Linked DNA regions of Anas platyrhynchos: region 2 is linked to region 1. A link is a contact called in public Hi-C data. All regions are on one chromosome and are shown on one strand. Each heading gives the region's core, a stretch centred on a gene start, on an enhancer-like site or on the middle of the called end of the contact. The rest is flanking DNA. Distances are from core to core; before and after follow the strand shown. Region 1 has its middle 190 kb from the start of SLC10A2. Region 2 has its middle 46 kb from the start of ERCC5.

Region 1 (6,198 bases), core at 1,999-4,498:
ATCACTAGCAGACTAGAACAGTGAGAAACTAGAAGCATCACCCATCCACTCTCTACTATGTTCTCCCCCTGAGCAGCACAGGGGAACAGGGAATGGAGAATGGGGTCAGTCCCTAATGCTTTGTCTCCACCACTTTGCAGCAGCTCTTCCAGCACTGCTCCCACTTGGCTTCGTACCACGGGGTCCACCCCCCAGGAGCAAATTGTTCCAGCACGGGTTCCCCCATGGACGGTAGCTCCCCCCAGGCCCCCTGCTCCTGCGTGGGCTCCTCTCCACGGGCTGCAGCTCTTGCCCTGGGGCCTGCTCCTCTCCATGGGCCACAGCCTCCTCCAGGCCACATCCACCTGCTCCACCACGGGCTGCAGCATGGAGATCGGCTCCATGTGGGACCTGTGGGCTGCAGGGGGACAGCCTGCTCTACTAGGGTCCTCTCCACAGGCTGCAGGGGAACTGCTGCTCCATGCCTGGAGCACCTCCTGCTGCATTGACCTTGGGGGCTGCACGGCTTGTTCTCACTCCTGTATCTCCCAGTTGCTGTTGCGCAGCAGTTTTTTCCCTGAATAGGCTCTCACAGAGGCACAAACAACATCACTTACTGGCTTTTCCCAGGCCAGTGACAGTGGATCCCTTTTGGAGCCAGCTGAAAGTGGTGCTTATCTAACATGGGGCACTTAGGTGTTTTGTCTGTTATGGGGCTGCCCAATAATGAAGTGAAGGAGAAAGAGAAAGAGAAGAGAATGGGGATTTGGTTTCTGAGCAAAGATATGTGTGAAAGCCATCTTTAACTAGTTAGGCAAATATGGTCAAGCCACAAACAGTGGAAGTTCATATAGTCTTGATATAGTCTTAGTCTTTAGTATACAGCAGTCCCAAGGTGCAAACCCTTACAGTTGAAAAAATCCACACTTGTATTTCTCAAGCATGAGAACATAAGATATTGAGAAAAAGCATGTGACCAATTTATAGGCCTAAAAGGGGGGCATGGCATATTAGGGAGAGTTTAGTTTTCAGCCACAGGGTTCTGCCTGGAGACAACAGCTGGAGATGTCCTGAGCAGGATCACATTTTGAGTGGCAAGGCTATTTCATCCTTCAGGGGAGGAAAAAGGGATCTAATCCTTTGCTGATACCAAATTGTGAATGTGTTAAGCAGAGTGGAAAGACTGAGAGACAGGATATTCCAGGACTGGTGCATGAGCGTTAAAAAAGTCTGCAGAAGAAGGTCTGATTAATTACAAGAGGAAAGGAGAAGGTATGAAAAGAAAGAGGGTAGAAGCACTTGCTACAATTACTAATGTGGAAACTTCTAAAACATTAGGCTGGCAAACAGATTATGGCACAATCTTTAGACAAAGGCAAGATTTGAGTTGTGCAGTAAAAGAACCATAAATAAGAAAGCAGAGTTTTGTTTGTTTGTTTGTTTGTTTGTTTGTTTTAAATAGTAAAAAATAAGGACATAGTAGTTAAAGGTGGCCTGCAGACATTTGAACTGTATAACATTTTTGAAGTTCTTGCAACAGGAAAATATCTCACTGTCTTGAACAAACGGGACCAGAAAGAGGGACATGTTTGTGAATGACAGGCACTTGTATTAGAGAATACCTGAGCTGCAGTCTATCTTAGGGGTTCAGTCAAGTTAATAAGGAATTACATTCTTTTTTTTTTTTTTTTTTCTTTCATATTTTTATATTTATATTGAGTTTGTGTAAGCTGCTTCAGTTGCCCAGGAACAAGGAGAACCTTGGGCTCTGGTTGGAGAAAATAATTTTAAATTCTTGTTTCCATTGCTATGTCTCCATAGAAGGATTATTAGTTTGTGGACAGAAAAATGTTCTGCTAGAAAACAGCTTTGGGTTAAACCTCCCGGGAACACCCTTACTCCTGAGGTCTTTGTGTTTAAGGGAGACATACCTGGAATCAACTGTCAGTGGCTTTGTCCCTTCAGATCCTGCCTTTTATTTCACAATATTTTCTTGAAACAGAGATAACATTTATGAAACAGTTTGTGCTCATCAAACACATTTTCAAAGAAAATGTCACCTGGTAGAGTACATTGATCAGTTCTGTTTGGGGTCAGTAATGAAGTGATCAAAATCAGAAAGTGTTCCACAGCACAAGAATGATGATCAGAGAGTTTATTAACGTAGACGATTTTAACATATAGTCTGGGACTTTAAGTACGTGTAAAAACTTGGACCAAAACACTTGATTATATTTTATGGAGTAACTTAGAAGTTGAAACCTGTTAATAGATGGAGAATCAAGGACTTCTAAAGGTATGCCCTTTTTCATGAACAAATTACAGGTATTTTTGATAGAGATCACTGTTTTTAAGCTGTATGGACCAGTGGAGAAACATCTTACCTGTAGAGATGTGGGGTCTGTCAACAGGCAAAATGTGGGTATCCCAATTAAACAATAAAAGCTTTGAATTCTGTAGTGGAAAATTGAGCAAAAGTTGAGAAAATCTTGCCAAAAGACAAACATTTTCTTTGACTTCTTCTTAGAATAACACAGAGATACTGATTTCTGACTGGGTTACTGGTAGCCCCTGGGATGGTTTCTCAGTCATACAACTCCAGTTAGGAGAAGAAAACACTGTTTTATGGAAGAAATAGATTCAGAATTTTGTCATTCCTGGGAGAAAAGTGGAGACTGTCTAAGGAGAGCTTGGTGGCCTTTCCATATTCCTTTTGGGGAATACATTAGTATTTACTCCTTTGAGTAATCTCCATGGCTGCCTGAGAAATATGGAGTATATGGCATTCAGGGGAAACTTAAAAGCAAATGAAGGATAAAACTAAATTTGCAAAGTCCTTGATGATAAAAAGCTGTGCAGCTTCTCTTTTTTATTTGTAGGATATAAAGCAAAGAGAACAAAGAGGGACATAGTAGCACTGTGCCATCACAGCTGGGGGTAGGCCTGGTGGGGACCTGCTGGCAAATTACAGGTAGCTCAGGAAAGATAAAAAAAAAAAAAAGCTCTTTTAGGAATAAAACATTCTTCTTGTTCCACAGCTTTTTAAAAGAACTGAATGCAGGTTTTCAAGCTTTGGCAAACGAGAAACAGGACTTGTTTGAGAGACAGAAAAGATGGATGTGGGTATAGCTTTTCTATCAGTGAGAAAGGGAACTTCCCCTGGGGCTGGGGTGATGACTGAAGAATTTTATCAGAGGTTCATTGATTCCCTTTCTGTGGTGTTTTCAAGGACTTTCAATGACGTCTTGAGTGAAAGAACATTAGGATCCTTGCCATATAAAGTCCTTTGCATTACTGTGGTAGAAGTTAAGGTTTAGAGAGTACCAGAGAGTGGAGACTTATCGTCTTTTTGAAACTGATTACAAAATTTTGATTCTATTTCAGCTAAGAGACTGGAAAATACCAAGGAAATTATTATGTCTCCGTCTCTGTAATATCTTTGAAGGTCACATACTGGCAAGCACTTTATGCAGTTTGTAGGAATTATTTAAAATTGCAGAAGACAAAAATGTACTAGCCTTGAATCTAGTCAAGGGTTTTAGATGGAGTGAAAATTATCTTACATATCTCAAGACTATATTGTTCTATAGTTTGTTAACTTGCATTGCAAACACCTCATGGATAATTAAACGTGTTCCACCCCATTTTTGGTATTTTTCTTTGATTCTTTTGTTGCATGGGAAGAAATGATTTAAGAGTGTTCTATTGCTCAGCAGAAGTGAGATATAGTAATTTTGTAATGTCCCTGAAAGTTGTCACATTTAAAAATGATGTTATGATACTTGTATGTTATGCAAGGTAGTCAAATCTATGTATATGTGTAGATGTATACGTACATATATATATATATATCATTTTTTGACATTAACATTGATACATTCATTGTACGGAGAAAAAGCAATGGTGAATAAATGCATGACATCAGGGTGTTGATTGGGATACTCCTATGCAACTCCAAAGGCCTTACAGATCAGATGAATCTTTTGTGGAACTGGGAAAAGCTTTTTTTTTTTTTTCTTTTTCTCTGCCAGGTAAAAGTGATGAAGTGGAATAGATGAGCTTTGACTTTGGCAGTAAAGGGGATGCTAATTAAACACTTTCCTCTCACATTTTGCATTTGGGTGACATATGTGTATCCTCCCTTTGCAGATTCTTGTATTAAAGAGTTGGAGTTACTCCAGATGCTTTGGAGCAAGAAATGCAACTTTGTAAAGAAGTAGTGATCTTAACACTTATGTTTGGTAGATAAGGTTTCTCTCTGTTTTACCTTGCTGACCATAACAGAAAATAAGCCTCTTTAGTGCAAAGAGAGGTAGCTGAGTTATGTAGCCTGTACCTCATCCATCACCTGTTTTTCAGTTATGGAAGGGTTAGAGACAGGGTGTGCAAGTATCTTCTTGATGATCCTCTTTGCTTTTGTAATCTTCAGCACTCTTGCATAACTAAAAATCTTGGCATTTGTAGAATTTGTTTCTGACATTCTTACAGCTAATGCCACAGGTTTTATTGCTAATTGGATATGTGAAAATGGCACAAAGCTTCACCAGGGGTGGTGCAGACTGGACATTTGGAAATTTTTTTTTTCCTGTGAGGGTGGTCAAATACCAGAACAGGCTTCCTAAAGATGGTGGTTGATTCCTCATGCCTGTGAAAGAGGAATTTGGGCAACACCCTCAATAAAACGTTTTAATTTTCGTTTTGTCCTGAAAAAGTCAGGCAATTGAACTACATGATCTTTGAAGGTCCCTTCCAACCAAGCTGTTCTGTTCTATGCTGTTCTAACTTCATGTTTTTCTTAAAATATTGTTATCATTGCCAGAAAATTCAGAAAAGGATTGGTAAGTAAACTCTGGATTACTTGTCTATGGAAATTCCCAGAAATCAAAATTTTCAACTTTAAAAACTAGGAGTAAGAAAGATATGTGTGCTTTCCTGTTATTCAGCTACTTGATTTGTTTGTTCCATTTTGAAGTCTCAGTAGTACATTTGGGGGGGAGGGGAGATGAAAAGGGATAGATGTCCATTCAAGTACAGTCAAAGGTCTGGTAGTGACAATTACCATTTGTATGCGACATGGAATGTCCTTCATAGTGGCTTTGGTATCTTTCTTTGAAAGAATCTGAAACATTCTGGTTTTGTCTTAAATCAGTGTTCATATTTTGAAGTTTTGTTGATCAGAGAGAATGGAGCAGATGCTCCTAGAAACTAACCTAAAGCACATGGAAAATATGGGGGTGATTGGTGACAGCCAACATAACTTCACTAAGGGCAGATTGTGCCTGACAAATCTGGTGACCTTCTACAAGGGAGCTGCAAGATAGGGGAAGAGCAACTGACATGATCTACCCAGATTAGTGCAAAGCATTTGGCACTGTCCCACACAATATCCTTGTCTCTAAACTAGAGACATTCATTTGATGGATGGACCACTCAGAATTGGCTGGATGGTCACACTCAAAGAATTACAATCAACGGCTCAACGCCCAAGTGGAGATCAGTGATGAGTGGTGTTCCTTAGGGGTCAGTATTGAGACCAGCACTGTTTGACATCTTTGTTGGTGACTTGTATAGTGGGATTAAATGCAAACTCAACTAGTCTGCCAATAACACCTAGCTGTTTGTTGTGATCAACATGTTGGAGGGAAGGGATACCACCCAGAGGGACCTGGACAGGCTTGAGAGGGGCCTGTGAAAACCTTGTGAGGTTCAGCAAGGCCAAGTGCAAGGTCCTGCATCTGGGCCAGGGCAATTCCAAGCACAAATACAGACTTAGTGGGAGAATGCATTGGAGCAGCCCTGAGGAGAAGGACCTGGGGGTGTTGGTTGATGAGAAGCTTGACATGAGCCAGCAATGAGTGCTTGCAACCCAGAAAGCCAGCTATATCTTGGGCTGCATCAAAAGAAGTGTGGCCAGCAGGTCAAAGGAGGTGATCCTCCTCCTCTGTTCAGTTCTTGTGAGACGCATCCAGGAGTACTGTGTTCAGCTTTGGCTCTCCAGCACAAGACTTGAACCAGTTAAAGCAGGTCTAGAGGAGGGGCGTGAAAATCATCAGAAGGCTGGAGCACCTCTCCTTTGAAGACAGGCTGAGACAATTGGGGTTGCTTAGCCTAGAGGAGAGAAAGCTCTGAGGAGACCTTACAGCGGCCTTCAAGTACCTAAAGGGGGCCAACAGAAAACATGGGGAGGGACTCTTTAGCAGGGTCTGTAGAAAAGGGACA
Region 2 (6,198 bases), core at 1,543-4,042, 250 kb before region 1:
AAAGGCTCTAAAATATGCCAGCATGACTCAATTACTGTCTCTGGGGAAGAACAGTAATTGGAAATTAAGAGACAAGTGAATCAAGACAAGAGATCCTGCATACTGTTTGGAGCTACCCAGACATAAGGTCTGAGCACACTGAAATTCTGTGCTCTCATGGTCTGAGAGGTCCATAACTACAGGGCTTTTCTACAGATCATTACTCTCTGATTGTTAAAAGTGATTAATCTCTAGTGTTAGATTATTGCATTATTGGATTACCCAAATTGTATATTATCAATTTATTATTATTATTATTATTAATCAGCTATTGGTCATCTGTCCTTTGTGCAACTGACTCTGCTCACATTTCTTTCAGTTTGGAAGACAGTTCATGAAAACATACAAGGCTGTTACTCTCTTTATGCCTGTGATTATTACACCCATGTGTGTGGCAGTGACTGTTTCTTCCTGAGGTGCTCAGCCTTTGCAGTGGAATAAAATGATCTTTAGATATTGGCTGTTTTCCTGCCAGCAGCCCATCAGCTTATAGTAGCGTTAGCACTCTTGTATTAATTGGAAGAAGTATGAGGACAACATCTGGGTTACTGAATGGATTTCTGGACACTGGATTAGACCATCTTTATTAGGAACACATGATTTCTCATGATTTCTTTTACTGATCTCTCAAAAGAAAAATATTAGCAATGTTCCCCAAGTGGGGAACAATAGTGAGCAATCACAGAAAATGCTCCTGATGCCCTGAGAGTGAAATCCTGCTGCTGTAAAAAGTGAGAAAATTGCATGGTTCCATGCCAGTTTATTGAATCTTGGACAGTGCTGCTTTGATTTACAACTTGAGGACACAGAAGGAGGTAGATGGCAAATCTGATTTAGAGGACCACAGTGACTGTAATCTTAAGGAACAATTTCTTGTCCATTTCTGCCTGATATAGATGACTTTAAAATATTCTAAAGTACATGCCACAAGGACAGCCTGCTCCCTTCCAGACTGGGGTCCTTCATCAAAGGAAGTAAGCTTCTGGGAAGTGTTTTAGCCTGAATTAAGATGAAAAGCTTCACAGGTTCACTTAGTCATTTGGGATTTGTGTGACAACAGCGAATGTCTGAGGAGCCCTATCCTGTCTTCCATGATGGCTGGTACCCAGTACTGTAGCAAAGGTGGCTGAAAAACTTTGGACATGGTGTACTCTTTAACTTTTGAAATATTTTTCTCCTAGCAGTGCAATAGGTAAATGAGTAGTTAATTCAAAGTGCATTCACTGAAACAGACATTCTGCAAAAGTGGTGTTCTTTATGGCAAGCCAGCTTTGTCAGAAGATTCCCAGCTAATTCTAATTAGGAAAATGCAGTGTGAAGAAATGTGTTGGACAAGCTGTGCAAAAGGATGCAGAAATAAGTAATTATATAGAAATTATGGCTGAATGATGTAAAATAGCTCAGCAGTATTCACTACTTGTTTTCAGCCTACTGTCCATTTTTCAGTGAACTCATAATAGGTAGCCCTTTTAGTAGCTATAGCAGTTGAATAATACAAGTAGCAAAAAATCATATAAGAAAAAGTGTCTGACACAATCTGTGAAGAGAAATCTACCTTTTAATGAGTTTTAATGATCCTTTTAAGGATCCCCATTTTTAATCTCAACACTGCCTATATGGAAAAGGTGTAGGTTATCTGTGAATTATCTGCAATTTTGTCAGGAAGAACAACAATCGGGTACATCTATAGTTGTTGGTCTCACATCAACATCAAACACAGAAATTCTGTTTCTACCCTTTGCCCACAAATGAACTTGGTCCTCATTTTTTTTTTTTTTTTTTAATATATATATTTTTTTCCTCACAGCCTGTAGTGGTTGGGGACTCCTAGGTCTTTGGGGTCTGCCCTATGACTCTTCTGTTTCTGGATATGGAGAAGTTCAGCCTCAAAAACAAATTGGAAATCATTCCCTCCTAGCTCCAGGTTGAGAAGAGAACTTGAACTTGAGTCTCCATCTTCTCAAATAAGTGCTGTGGCTGCTAGGCACTTACTTAAAATTGTGCGCCACCACTTCCAGTCTGAATCAAGAGACATTTTCTGTTACTTTCAGTGGGAGAAGCAGATACCTAATTTAAGCAGACTAGATCATTGCTGAGGTGTGGAAGTTTTGTGTAATATAAATGAAGAGATGGAAGCATAGATGTTAAGTGCTTCTGAAGATTCAGCAGATCGCTGGAGGCATTGCCTTTCTGTTAATTTTCTGGGGTGTCTCAGTAATAATAATGAAGGGTCTGGATTTATGCTTGCTCCTTCAGGCAAGCACCTAATATTGCAGGGAGGTAATGTTTAAGTCGAGCATTTAAAATAGGAGAACTGTACTTCTTATATACCTAAGTGTTTCTGTTAGATCTCTCTTAGTCCTTAGAAGAATTTACTGCATAGGTCAATTTTGATAATTAGCATTTATTTCCAGAGGATTTATCTCCAGGCAGTGTAGCACTTCTCAGACAAGCCTCTGGTATCAGAGAGAGTTCAGTCTGCTGGGGTTGGCTGGCCAAGTACCAGGTCACCACAGGAGATGCAAATTCCTTATGCTTATGAGGATCATCCCTTGAAGCTGTGGCTGTTCTAGAAAGATGCAGATACCAACAACTCTGTTGTTAAAGCATCCTTGAAACCTGACGTACATTTGGCAGCTGATGCTCCTGATATCAACACAGCTCTGTTTTTTTCCTAGCATACAGACAAGTGTTTTGACTACTAAGCAATGTTTGTGAGACTTTCACTGCATAACATATAGGCTTTGGTTATATGGCAATTGCTGATTAACTTAGTATCACATGCAGGGCTGCAAGCTCCATTAGATGCAGACAGTAACTTCAGTCTGCATATTTTCTCCTACTGTGATTCCTAAGAAATTTTCTTATCTGAATACTTCAGGTCTTCAAAGGGAAGTGTGAAGCTAATCACTTCTTTTTTTTTTCAAGAAGTGACTTGTTTAATTTTCACATGACAGAGGTGTGTACTACCCAGAAAACTTTCTCTCACTGTTTATATCTCCAGACATCCTTATTTCACTTCAGCCGTCCTGATCCTTCGACCATCTTTTTTTTTTTTTTTAATTAATATTATTTTTTTTTCCCAGTTTTTATTGTTTTCAGGTTTCCTTATCTTTGTCTTCCTGAAATGATGAAGTTCCCACAGGCACTCAAACTGGTGTGTTGCCTGAGCAACAAGTAATCTCAATCCAAGTAAGCACTTTAGCATATCAAGAGCTGTTAACACTATCTTTTCTTTCTGACAACAGAATCCTATGTGATACACTTTTCAGAGTGCAATGCCTAAGAACGAATTATCACAGACAAAAGCTACACTTGGTGTAGTATCTCAGGGTTACACAGTGCCATTTGTGTCTCTGCTGAATCCAAAACTCTATTCCACATTCTCATTTTACCCTAGGGATAATTCTGAGAACTCTATACAACAGGAGGGCAATGCCTGCCTTGGTGTGCAAGAAGTCTCACTTGATCTTGTCTGTTTGGACTTCATGTCTCTCTCTTTTGCTGCTCCTTGCCATCCAGGTTGACAGTGGCAGGTGCCTCTCTCTTCAGCCAGAAATTTACTTCCAACCCACTAATGGCCTCTGCTCTCCTGTGAAATACAATCCTCATGTGAATGTGCTGAAGTGTGGGGAAGTAAGAAATGGGAATCGGGCCATCTTTTGCATGTTCAGGGCCACCTTGTGTCAACAGAGATCCAGAGCAACACCGCGGTGTGTGTAGTCCTTCCCTCTCAGAAGGCAGGCTTCTCTGGCCATGCAGGGAACCAATGCACGTAGTGGGCTCTGTCAGGGTTTGGGCAACTTTAGTACCTGCCTTTTGGGAATTTGCAGGCTGCTACTTGGAACTTTGTAATATTGCTGAAGCTTCCCAGTTTGATGCTGCCTCTGTTACATTCGTCCTTCAGTGCTTTATTCAGCCAGGAACTCCCTCATGTCTCAGGTGTGTGCGTAGTTGAACCTACAGGCTTTGTGGTGTGTGTGCACCAATGTCACTCTAAATGGCAGGGGCTGTTAACAGAATAGGGTTTGTCATACAGCAGTCTATATAACGGACTACACAGTTGTATTCCTTCTCCCACAAAAAACTCTTCAATACATCATGAAAAGGTTCACCACCTGAGCACCTGTTGCACTCATCAGAATCTGAAACACAAAACAATTTTTAAATTGTAGTATCATAAAGCATCTGAAGATGCTTAGTGTAGACATTTCTGCATTATTCTTCTGCCATGTATTAGCTGCACATTCTTCAACTTGAATTTTGATTTTCACTATTTTACAGTTTGATGAATTTTGACAGTTTTTTATGCTTTTCGTCTTTGATAAGGGACATGAAATCTGTCACTAAACTCTAAGGGAAGAGATGCTGCTGGAAGAATTTATGGGTAGATAAACATACCTTGTTTAATTAAAGGCTAAAGAAATGGCTAGATATTTTTTTTTTTTTAACTTATTTCTTGCTACTTAATTCGGGACAACATATTCAGTCTTCAGCTTTGACCCAAGAGTAGATGGATTCAATTTCTGTCTTCATTTCCAGACCCATCTGTCACACGTAGATAATAATACGGGGCAGTTTTTCCCTTTCTTAGCTTAGAAACGTGAAAAGCTCACAGTGGCCACAGGAGGTCACTGTAGCTCTACAAAAAGGAGAGAGCTATTAGCGACCGACAAGGAAAGGGTTTGGAGATCGAGTGTTCTGGGATTTTGTATGTTTACGGTGTGAAATCAGTGGGATAAAAACAATAAAATCCTACTGCAAAACGTGACATATTTTGGCACTTAAAAAAAAACACTGTGCATATTTTAGAGTTTATTTTGAGCAAATAGTGTAGGAGTCCACTTCCCCTTGTGCTGTAGCGATTTCAAGTGCTCAGTGTGCAAGAGGAGGGTCTGTGCTAGTGTCTATTCCTGCTCCTTTGCATAGAGAAGGAAATTTCATATTAATAAATATTTCCACCTCATTGCAACTGCTGTCTGAAGCCTCTACTTCTATTAGCCGGCCACCTTTCTCTTTGGAAGACCTATGTTTTAAGATGTAGGAAATGTAGATTACTGTTTTTTGGAGGGAATTCCCTGAAATTTCGCATTTGTCCTTCTCTGTCCTCGGCAGACAGTAAAGTGCAGTATGTACCCTTCAGCAGGCATCTGACATGCTCAGCTCACAGCAAGCCCTGCTGCACCCAGGCTCCTGGGGCAAGACACAATAGCAGCTTTTGTTACTCTTGATCACCGATGCATAAGGAACACAGTAACTGGCTATAGCTATGCTGTCACTGAGCTGCCTTAACTTAACCTTATTACCTGCTGCACGTATAACAGGGGCGCCTGGGAAGGCTGCAAAACCTATCTGAAAAGGTGGTTAGACTTTCTGGCCTTCATCCTGCCCTGAGCACCCTGCTGCAGCAGCAGTCCTGCCATCAGCAGTTGAGCCAGCCAGCTTAGAGCCAGCTCAGGAATGCTGAAATTTTGGCGGTGATGCACAAAGCACTTTCCTGCAGCAAAGCACTTTAGCATATGCTCATGCTCAGGCATAGCTGTGTCCCTGACTTCAAATGGTGCATAAGAAATGGAGAATGTAAAAACTTTTTATAAGATGCAGAATCTGTTAAGTTTTTGTACCAGAGTGCTTATGAAACATCCTGTTTCTTATACTCTAATAGCTGCTCCTTGGAGCTCTTTCACAGGAAGGCACAGATTTGCCTCAAAAAAGCCTTCAACTAAAGACATATAGCATATGAAGAGTACAAGTGAGGAAAAATGTAGAGGGACCTGCCTGCATGTACATCTACTGATCTACATTTGCTAAAACATCTGCCTACCTAAGCTACAAGCCTGGTCGTCTCAGCATCCTTTTGTAGTTTAGCTCTGAGGGGATTCTCTTCTTCTGTCTCCTTTGAACTGTGCATAAGAAGGCAGAAGTGAGTGAGGGCTGACACCTTGCTGGTACAGAAGTACTCACCTTTAGGAGACAGTCATCCCCAGTGATGAGCACCACGAGCTGTGCAATCAGCAGCATGAGGGAGGTGGCTTGCAGCAATCTGCCTCATCCACTGGGAACTGGCTTGTAAATTAGGTGTGTGGGCAAACCAATGGAAGGAAAGGTCATAAAATGGTGCATTTCAGAGAGAAGCCACAGTCTCTCATCTTTTCCTGA

Evidence for each region. Hi-C and Micro-C count contacts between places; a contact is called where the count stands out from the background.
Region 2: a Hi-C map of small yellow follicle shows a contact between it and region 1, with 3 times the contacts expected there. The contact joins two enhancer-like sites. A contact is called at or near these places in 2 of 8 Hi-C or Micro-C datasets (F5 follicle and small yellow follicle).

Annotation. Positions count from the first base shown.
Region 1 is chr1:150,147,426-150,153,623 of IASCAAS_PekinDuck_T2T, reverse strand. No RefSeq gene overlaps it. Among named protein-coding and RNA genes, the nearest start is that of SLC10A2, 190 kb to the left of the region's middle. Within about 2 kb of position 3,248, at least 3 of the 8 cell types and tissues checked have an H3K27ac peak or open chromatin away from gene starts, as enhancers often do. A contact at or near this core is called in F5 follicle and small yellow follicle, where this site is marked.
Region 2 is chr1:150,397,650-150,403,847 of IASCAAS_PekinDuck_T2T, reverse strand. No RefSeq gene overlaps it. Among named protein-coding and RNA genes, the nearest start is that of ERCC5, 46 kb to the left of the region's middle. Within about 2 kb of position 2,792, at least 4 of the 8 cell types and tissues checked have an H3K27ac peak or open chromatin away from gene starts, as enhancers often do. A contact at or near this core is called in F5 follicle and small yellow follicle, where this site is marked.